Regions from separate parts of the Sus scrofa genome. Here region 1 is linked to region 2. The links are chromatin contacts, called in public Hi-C maps. All regions are on one chromosome and are shown on one strand. The core of a region is the stretch at or near the end of the contact, and the rest is flanking DNA. Distances in the headings are between cores, read along the strand shown. Region 1 has its middle 22 kb from the start of CRYBA1. Region 2 has its middle 62 kb from the start of TIAF1.

Evidence for each region. Hi-C and Micro-C count contacts between places; a contact is called where the count stands out from the background.
Region 1: a Hi-C map of skeletal muscle shows a contact between it and region 2, with 7 times the contacts expected there. The contact joins two enhancer-like sites. A contact is called at or near these places in 2 of 5 promoter capture datasets (fetal liver and liver), 19 of 47 Hi-C or Micro-C datasets (blood, embryonic fibroblasts, epiblast stem cells and 9 more) and 2 of 2 datasets of contacts at active chromatin or transcription factors (alveolar macrophages and skeletal muscle).

Annotation. Positions count from the first base shown.
Region 1 is chr12:45,442,096-45,445,294 of Sscrofa11.1, forward strand. No RefSeq gene overlaps it. Among named protein-coding and RNA genes, the nearest start is that of CRYBA1, 22 kb to the right of the region's middle. Within about 2 kb of position 1,261, at least 9 of the 83 cell types and tissues checked have an H3K27ac peak or open chromatin away from gene starts, as enhancers often do. A contact at or near this core is called in fetal liver and skeletal muscle, where this site is marked.
Region 2 is chr12:45,399,634-45,403,239 of Sscrofa11.1, forward strand. No RefSeq gene overlaps it. Among named protein-coding and RNA genes, the nearest start is that of TIAF1, 62 kb to the left of the region's middle. Within about 2 kb of position 2,233, at least 54 of the 83 cell types and tissues checked have an H3K27ac peak or open chromatin away from gene starts, as enhancers often do. A contact at or near this core is called in fetal liver and skeletal muscle, where this site is marked.

The DNA.
Region 1 (3,199 bases), core at 11-2,510, 41 kb after region 2:
GCCAGTCAGAGCCAGGGAGGTGATGTGGGGACCGGAAGGAGAGGACTGAGTAGGAGAGACTTGGAGGGAAGATTTGTGTGGGGACTTGGATACCAATGGCCATGGGCACAAGTGAGGGAGGAGGTAGCAATGGGCTCCACAGCTCTGGGTGGGCCAGGCAGCAAGATGAAGGCAGCCCTCTAGGCAGCTAAGCTTAGTAGAACGGCTAATGTGTACTGTGACCAGCTACTCTTGGTAAGTACTTTACACATATAAACTCATATCATCCTCGCAGCATCCTCAGGAGGTAGGGCATATTCCCATAGTTTTCCCGGGTAAAGGCACAGCAGAGAGAGGTTAAGCAACCTCTCCGAGGTTACACAGCTGGTACATGGCAGAGCTGAGATTTGAACTCAGGAACTGTCTCTTGTTCCAGAAGCCTTGCTCTTCATCACTTTGCTGTCCCATGTCTCTTGAGGGAATGCTTTCAGGAGGAAGCAGGGTTCCCCAATCCTGCTCCACATTCCTCAACCTCAAGGATCAGGTAGGAGAGTGATGGTGATGGCAGGATCTTCTTGCTGGGTGGCACTGCCCAGTGTGACCTCAGGTCTCTGCTGCTACCTTGAGGCTCTGCCTCTCACTATCAGGCAGGGATGCTGAGCCATGCAGTTCTGGGGCTTGCCCTTGCCCTGCCTACACCTCCAGAAGCCCGTGCTGTCTCATCAGAAGAGGGAAGGGGGAGATGGGCAGGCCACTCTAGAGGTGGTAGCAGGTGGCACAGGCTGCAAAGAGGGCCTGGCAGGGGAAGCGCCTGCCTCACAATGCAGCCCCGCCAGCTTCAGGAAGAAGCAGTCCACTCCCGTCCCGGAACACGACTTGCTCTGTGACCCCGGACGCGCAAAGTGGTCATTAAGAGAAGTGGCAGTGAAACAAGCCTGGGACATCAAACCCAAACAGAGTGTGTCACCCCACCGGGAAGGCCAGCTCTGTCAAGGCCCGCAGCACCATGTGGGCAAGGCAGATGGCCAAGACCCTGAGTGACCACTGGCTGGTGGCCTGGGCTGCCACCTCAAGGCATCTGGGGAGAATCCTCTTTCCCACCAGAAGCTGTCCCTCTAGGAGGTGAGAAGACCCCAGGAACCTCAGCCCAGGTCCCTGTGGACACAGAAATCACAAGCTTGAAGGAAGGAATTGAGGTGAGAGGAAAAGAAGAGGGAGGGACGGGGGCGGGGAATATAAAGCCCCAGCAGCCAAATATTTGCATAACTATTTCTGGTCCACAGCACGGGCTCCAGTTCCATCTGCGCCTGACGCCCAGGCGTGCCACTTGCTGCCTGACAAGGACAAGAACAAACGGGCAGAGAAAATGACATTGAGGAAGAAAGGAGGGAGGCAGCAACTCTGAGAGTTTCTCCCCAACACAGCCCCAAATTAACCAAGTCTTCATGCTTGTGTTGCAATTAGGCTTCCTCTGAAACGTTCCTGACTAATGAGCTTCTGAACCTTCCAACTGTCCTGGGAATCTTTTTTTCAGACCTACTTAGCACCAGACATGTTTTTCCCAAGATGCCACAGCAGACTATTCATAACTTAGATTATCTCTCCTCCAGGTTTCAGGATAACATATGACTTGGCCACCGCACCAGGATGTGGAAGAGACAGGTCTTCCAGCCCCCATGCTTGCCAGGTGGATGCTCTTTAAGGTCTCCCCTTGCAAAAATCTCATCTTACTTTACATGTCTGTAGCTTCTGACCTGGGAATTGTTGAAAACATTTCCAAGGCATAGTTTGTGGGGGCGGGGTATTGACACTCCTTATCTCCATCAGCCTCTTCTTTCTGCCTCCCAAATACACAATCTAAATATAGTGGTAACAGCATGCTGGTTACTCATCATCATTCATTTATCACCAAGCACAGAACCTCAATAAATATGTTCGCAAGTTCATGTTTTACAAACAGACAGCAGGTGATGCTCCAGACTGCTGGGGACTGGGGATTGAGTGGATAGTGGTAAGAGAGGTCAGGAGTCTGCAAGGAAATGGCTGAGTCCTTGGACTGGAGCCCGAGCAGCTTCAGGGGGATGAAATGGAGAGAGAGCTGGAGGTGGGACTGATAGGTAATGATGATGATGGGTGAGGGAGAAGCAGTTTCTAACCTAAGTAATAGAATAATAAACAGAGGCATCCTAGAGTTCCCACTGTGGCTCAGCGAGTTAAGACCCAGACTAGTGCCCTTGAGGTTATGCGTTCGATACCTGGCCTCACTCAGTGGGTTAAGGATCTGGCGTTGCCGTGAGCTGTGGTGTAGGTCGCAGACGCAGCTCTGATTCTGAGTTGCTGTGCCTGTGGCTGGCAGCTGCAGCTCCGATCTGACCCCTAGCCTGGGATCTTTCATATGTCACAGGTGTGGCCCTAAAAAACAAACAAAAAACAATGGCATCCTTTGCTGAGAGAGAAAACACAAAAGAGCAGCACAAAACTTGGGAAGAAGGTAATCTTTTTTTTTTTTTTTTTTTAGGGCCATACCTGCAGCATATGGAAGTTCCCAGGCTAGAGGTCAAATTGGAGCTACAGCTGCCAGCCTAAGTCACAACAACACGTGATCCTTAACCCACTGAGCAAGGCCAGGGATCAAACCTGGGTCCTCACGGTTACTAGTCAGATTCATTTCCACTGAGCCACGATGGGAACTTGGGAAAAAGGTAATGAACTCAGTAGTTTGGGCTGTCTGCATTTCATATGCCTAGGGGACATCCAGGTGGAGTCATACAGGAGGCAGCTGGACACACAGAGGTGGACAGACCCAGAGACCAGTGAAGACGAGCATACACTGAGGAAAGTTCCCTTTGGTGAGTGTTCATTGTTCACTTAAAAGTGTCAGAGGAAGCAGGGTCCAGGGTAGGGCCATGGGATGGAAGCTGGCAGACCCATGCACCTGTCACCACTATGACCTGATGTGTCATCTTGAGCAAGGGGATCAGCCTCCCTGGCTCATGGTTTTCTGCTTTGTTGTAAAAATGAGAAGATCACCTCTAACGTCTGCTGCCTGCGGGCTCTCTCATGCCAGGATTCTTAATTATTACTTGCAATATTTGAAGGGCTACCCCTTATGGGTTATCACACTCGATAGATATTGACTTCATTCCTGCTTCTCACGAAAAACCAAACCAACAACAACCAAACAACAAAAAGAAGGTCAACTTCAGGAGGAGGCTGGTAA
Region 2 (3,606 bases), core at 983-3,482:
TCACCATGCCTGTCTCCAGCAGTCTCACCTCCTTCTAATATGCCGTTTCTGCCAAAGGCTGGAAAACCAGATAACCAAGCCTGAGAGTCCAGAGTCCAGAGCAGAACACGTGGGATGTCAGGGAACACGCCAGCTCTCTTGTGAGTGAAGGGCCTGGGTTTTCCCACACAGACTTGGTGTCCTCTACTAGGCACTAGGCTGCCTGAAGGCCTTCTGGGCCCACCTGCCATTCAGCAGGGCCCTGGAAGATGACTTATGTGTGACTGAGTGTCACTTTATCTGCACAGTCTCGTTCTGACTTATAAGCAATCACATGCCCATCCACCCACTCTTCTACTGACTATTCCGTCTCTGAGATGCTTGCTGTTACTGACGGAGACCATCTCAGAGCAATTTCACTTCCTTTAGTGAAAAGCGCAACCTCTTCACTCCGGGGAGAAAGCTGGGGCCCTGGCAACACGCTCAGCTTCACACGTCACCACAGTTAGTCCCTCTGCTGCTCAAAGCTCTGTGCTGACTCAGGGCCTGGTCCATAAGCCTGCCCTATGGCTCTGGGGGGCCGTGCGGTTACCCCCACAGCCAGCCAGGCCACCCCCAGGGGCCTCAGCCTGCCTCCAAGGACAGTCACGACCGGCCCTCCTCAGCACCGCACCCAGCCCTCTCCCCAGCACACCCGGCTCTCCCCTCCCCATGGCTCCCTGCCCTCATCCCCACCAGAGCCTTAACTTATGAAAGCCTCTCCACCAGCCTCTCTGCCTTCTCCAGCCTCCCTGTTTCTCAAAGTCCGTCTCAAGTCCCACATCCTTCATGAAGCCTTTCCCGAAACCTAAGACCTATGTGCTAACAGAGTAACAAAATCTGAACCCCAGCTCAGTCTCTGTCTTGCAGTCTGACCTAAGGAAAAGTTATTTGACTTCTTAGACTTTCCATTTTTTTTGCCTTATAATAAGTATACCTACCTTATGGGGCTGTTGTGTGAGAATTTAAAAAAACAAAACCAACAAACAGTACATGTAAAGCACCTAGCATTAGGCCTGGAGAATTGCAGGCAGTGATTAAATTATTAAAAACCACAGCGTTCACTGTCTATATCACATAGGCATGGTGGTTCTTGAGTACACTCAACACGGTGTTCCATTAGACACGGTGGGGTCACACCCCACAGGGTTAGATTCCAAAGTCAACATGTAAGACAAAAATAGAATAAAGCCAAAATTACTCTTAAAAATCCCCTAAATTCCTCACAAAGTACAGTACACATGGTTTTATATACACGATTCTATATATCTGAAAGCCAAATGTATAGTCACTGAAGAGCAGAGAATGAAAATATACAAAATACAGTGTTTATAATTTCAGACTATAGTAATGCACTTTCTTACACGACCACATACAGGTATCTTCCACTTTTTGAAAGTTTGCTTTATGCCACTTGGCTTTTACAAAAGACCTACATTAGTATCTGTTTCCAAAAAGAAAAAAAAAATCTGAACAAGATTTTCACTTTTATGAAAACATGCTAAAAGCAGAAATTGTGTTGTTTGTTTTGCTGCAGGCATTACAGAGGCAGCACACACTGTGAGCAGCCCTGCCAAGCTCTTTCGCCAGGAACTACACTCAGCATCTCAGCCTAGTCACCATAACTTGAACTGAATCTGTAGCTGCACTTATCGTGATTTACTTCATGCATCCATTAGCAAAATGTGCCCTAAGGTAACTGCTGCTTCACGTTCCACCATTTTGGCTTCATAGGAAGCCTCTACTCTCAGATTAGAGGTGCCGGAAGTGGGGGCTGTAGTTGAATTTATTGACGCTTAATGCATATATGCCATGACTAAATTGATGTTTTCATGGTAATCTATCTGTATCATATATTTAAGCCTTCTCTCCCTGGAGAACAGGGACCATTTCCTACTTCTTTTAGATACATCCCACTCCCCAGCACCAGGCACCCAGTAGGTGCTCAATAAATATCAATAAGACTTAACTACTGATCCGAAAGGTACATGTGCAATTAGCCAGATAGAAGAGAGCGGGGAACAAAGGAATATCCAGATAGAGTAGCAACTTGAACTACTTTACTCTCCCACATCCGTAGCGCTGGGTGAGTGAAAGCTCCTTGGCTCTGTTTCTGGCAGTAGGCAGGCAAAGCAGCTAAGCAGAGCTAGGGGCAGGCTAGGCAGGAGGCTTGGAGTTACTAGGCAACTAGGGATGGCCTGTAATACCTCAAGGTGAACACTGTGGGGAAGCACAATGCCTGTTTTGGGGTTTTGTGTGTTTGTTTCATCCTCTTACCACTAGACTGTGAGCTTCTTGAGGCTGGTTTAGAGGTAGATGGTTGGTAAAACAATGAGAATGAGGTTCTAATTTTACATTTTAACTAAAGAATACTCCTCTGACTCCATTTGCTTTTCTAGTTCCCTTTTAAATCAAAACAAAACAAACAAACAAAAAGTCTGTAAGCACTAACTCCTTAAATGGAAACTGATTGTATAGTGCTTGTTTTATTATTAATTTGCAATCTATAAAATGTCACGAAGAGAACTCCTTATTCAGGGTAGCTGGGGGGAGTCCTGCTTAAAGCACTCAGCTCTCAGGCTGGGGAGGGCCTAAGCACTTATGCGTCCTGCGGTAGGGGATTCCCCCCAACACCAGACACATGCATTCTCTGGGATGGCCACTTAAAGGTTTCTCAGCACCAGTGCCTGCCCTCTGTTGGGAAGGATTATCTTTCTCCCCACCGCCTTTGTCTTCTCTCCTATGAAATAACAGCGTAGGAGTGTTAGTGGACAGTGACTGGTACCCTCCGAAAGACCAAAAATTTTTGACATTTTACTGAGTACCAATAACCAGTGGATCCCAAAATGGAAGGGGACAGACTCCCTTAAAGAAGCCTAGGGATGACCACAGGGGAAGGAGGACTGAGAGCAAAACCTGCCGAGACCAAAGGTTTATGCCCAAGGCTGGGTCCAGACAATCCTGTGCAGACGGCGAGTCGCTTTGGGCCCCGGCCCCCGCAACCCCCCCGCGGGGCAGCCCCCGCCCCCCCCCCGAGTCAGCCCCCGCCCCCGCCCCGAGTCAGCCCCCGCGCCGCCCCCCCACCCCGAGTCAGCCCCCGCCCGCCTTCTCCGGGGTGGGCCTACGCTTCCTGGTCCCGCCCACCACCAGCGCAGGGGCAGGGCTGGGGCGGGGCCAAACCGGCGCATGCGCCCGGAGCCCTGGGATACACCCGCCCTGTAGAGCCGCTGGAGCCCAGCAGAGGGCAGCCGCCCCCTTCTTAAGGACCCGCCGGTGCCCAAGTGGCGAAATATAACCTCTTTGGGGTCGCCATCCCGGCCCCGCCCCCGAGAGGCGTCCCCTGGGAGCTGGAGACAAGGGGGCTGAAGCGGCAAGATGGCCTCGCCCGTTACCCTGGAGGGATAAGTCAAGAAGAAGCAAGGATGACGTCGGCACAGACAGACTTGGCTTTCATCACTGCTCCATCCCCACGGCCCTAAACGCCCCTCTATATAGTAGTCACTCAACACATGCTTATAAATGGAATACAATGGATGAATGACTTCATGAATAAACAGAAGAATCCAGGGATGTTTTGAGCCTGTGTAG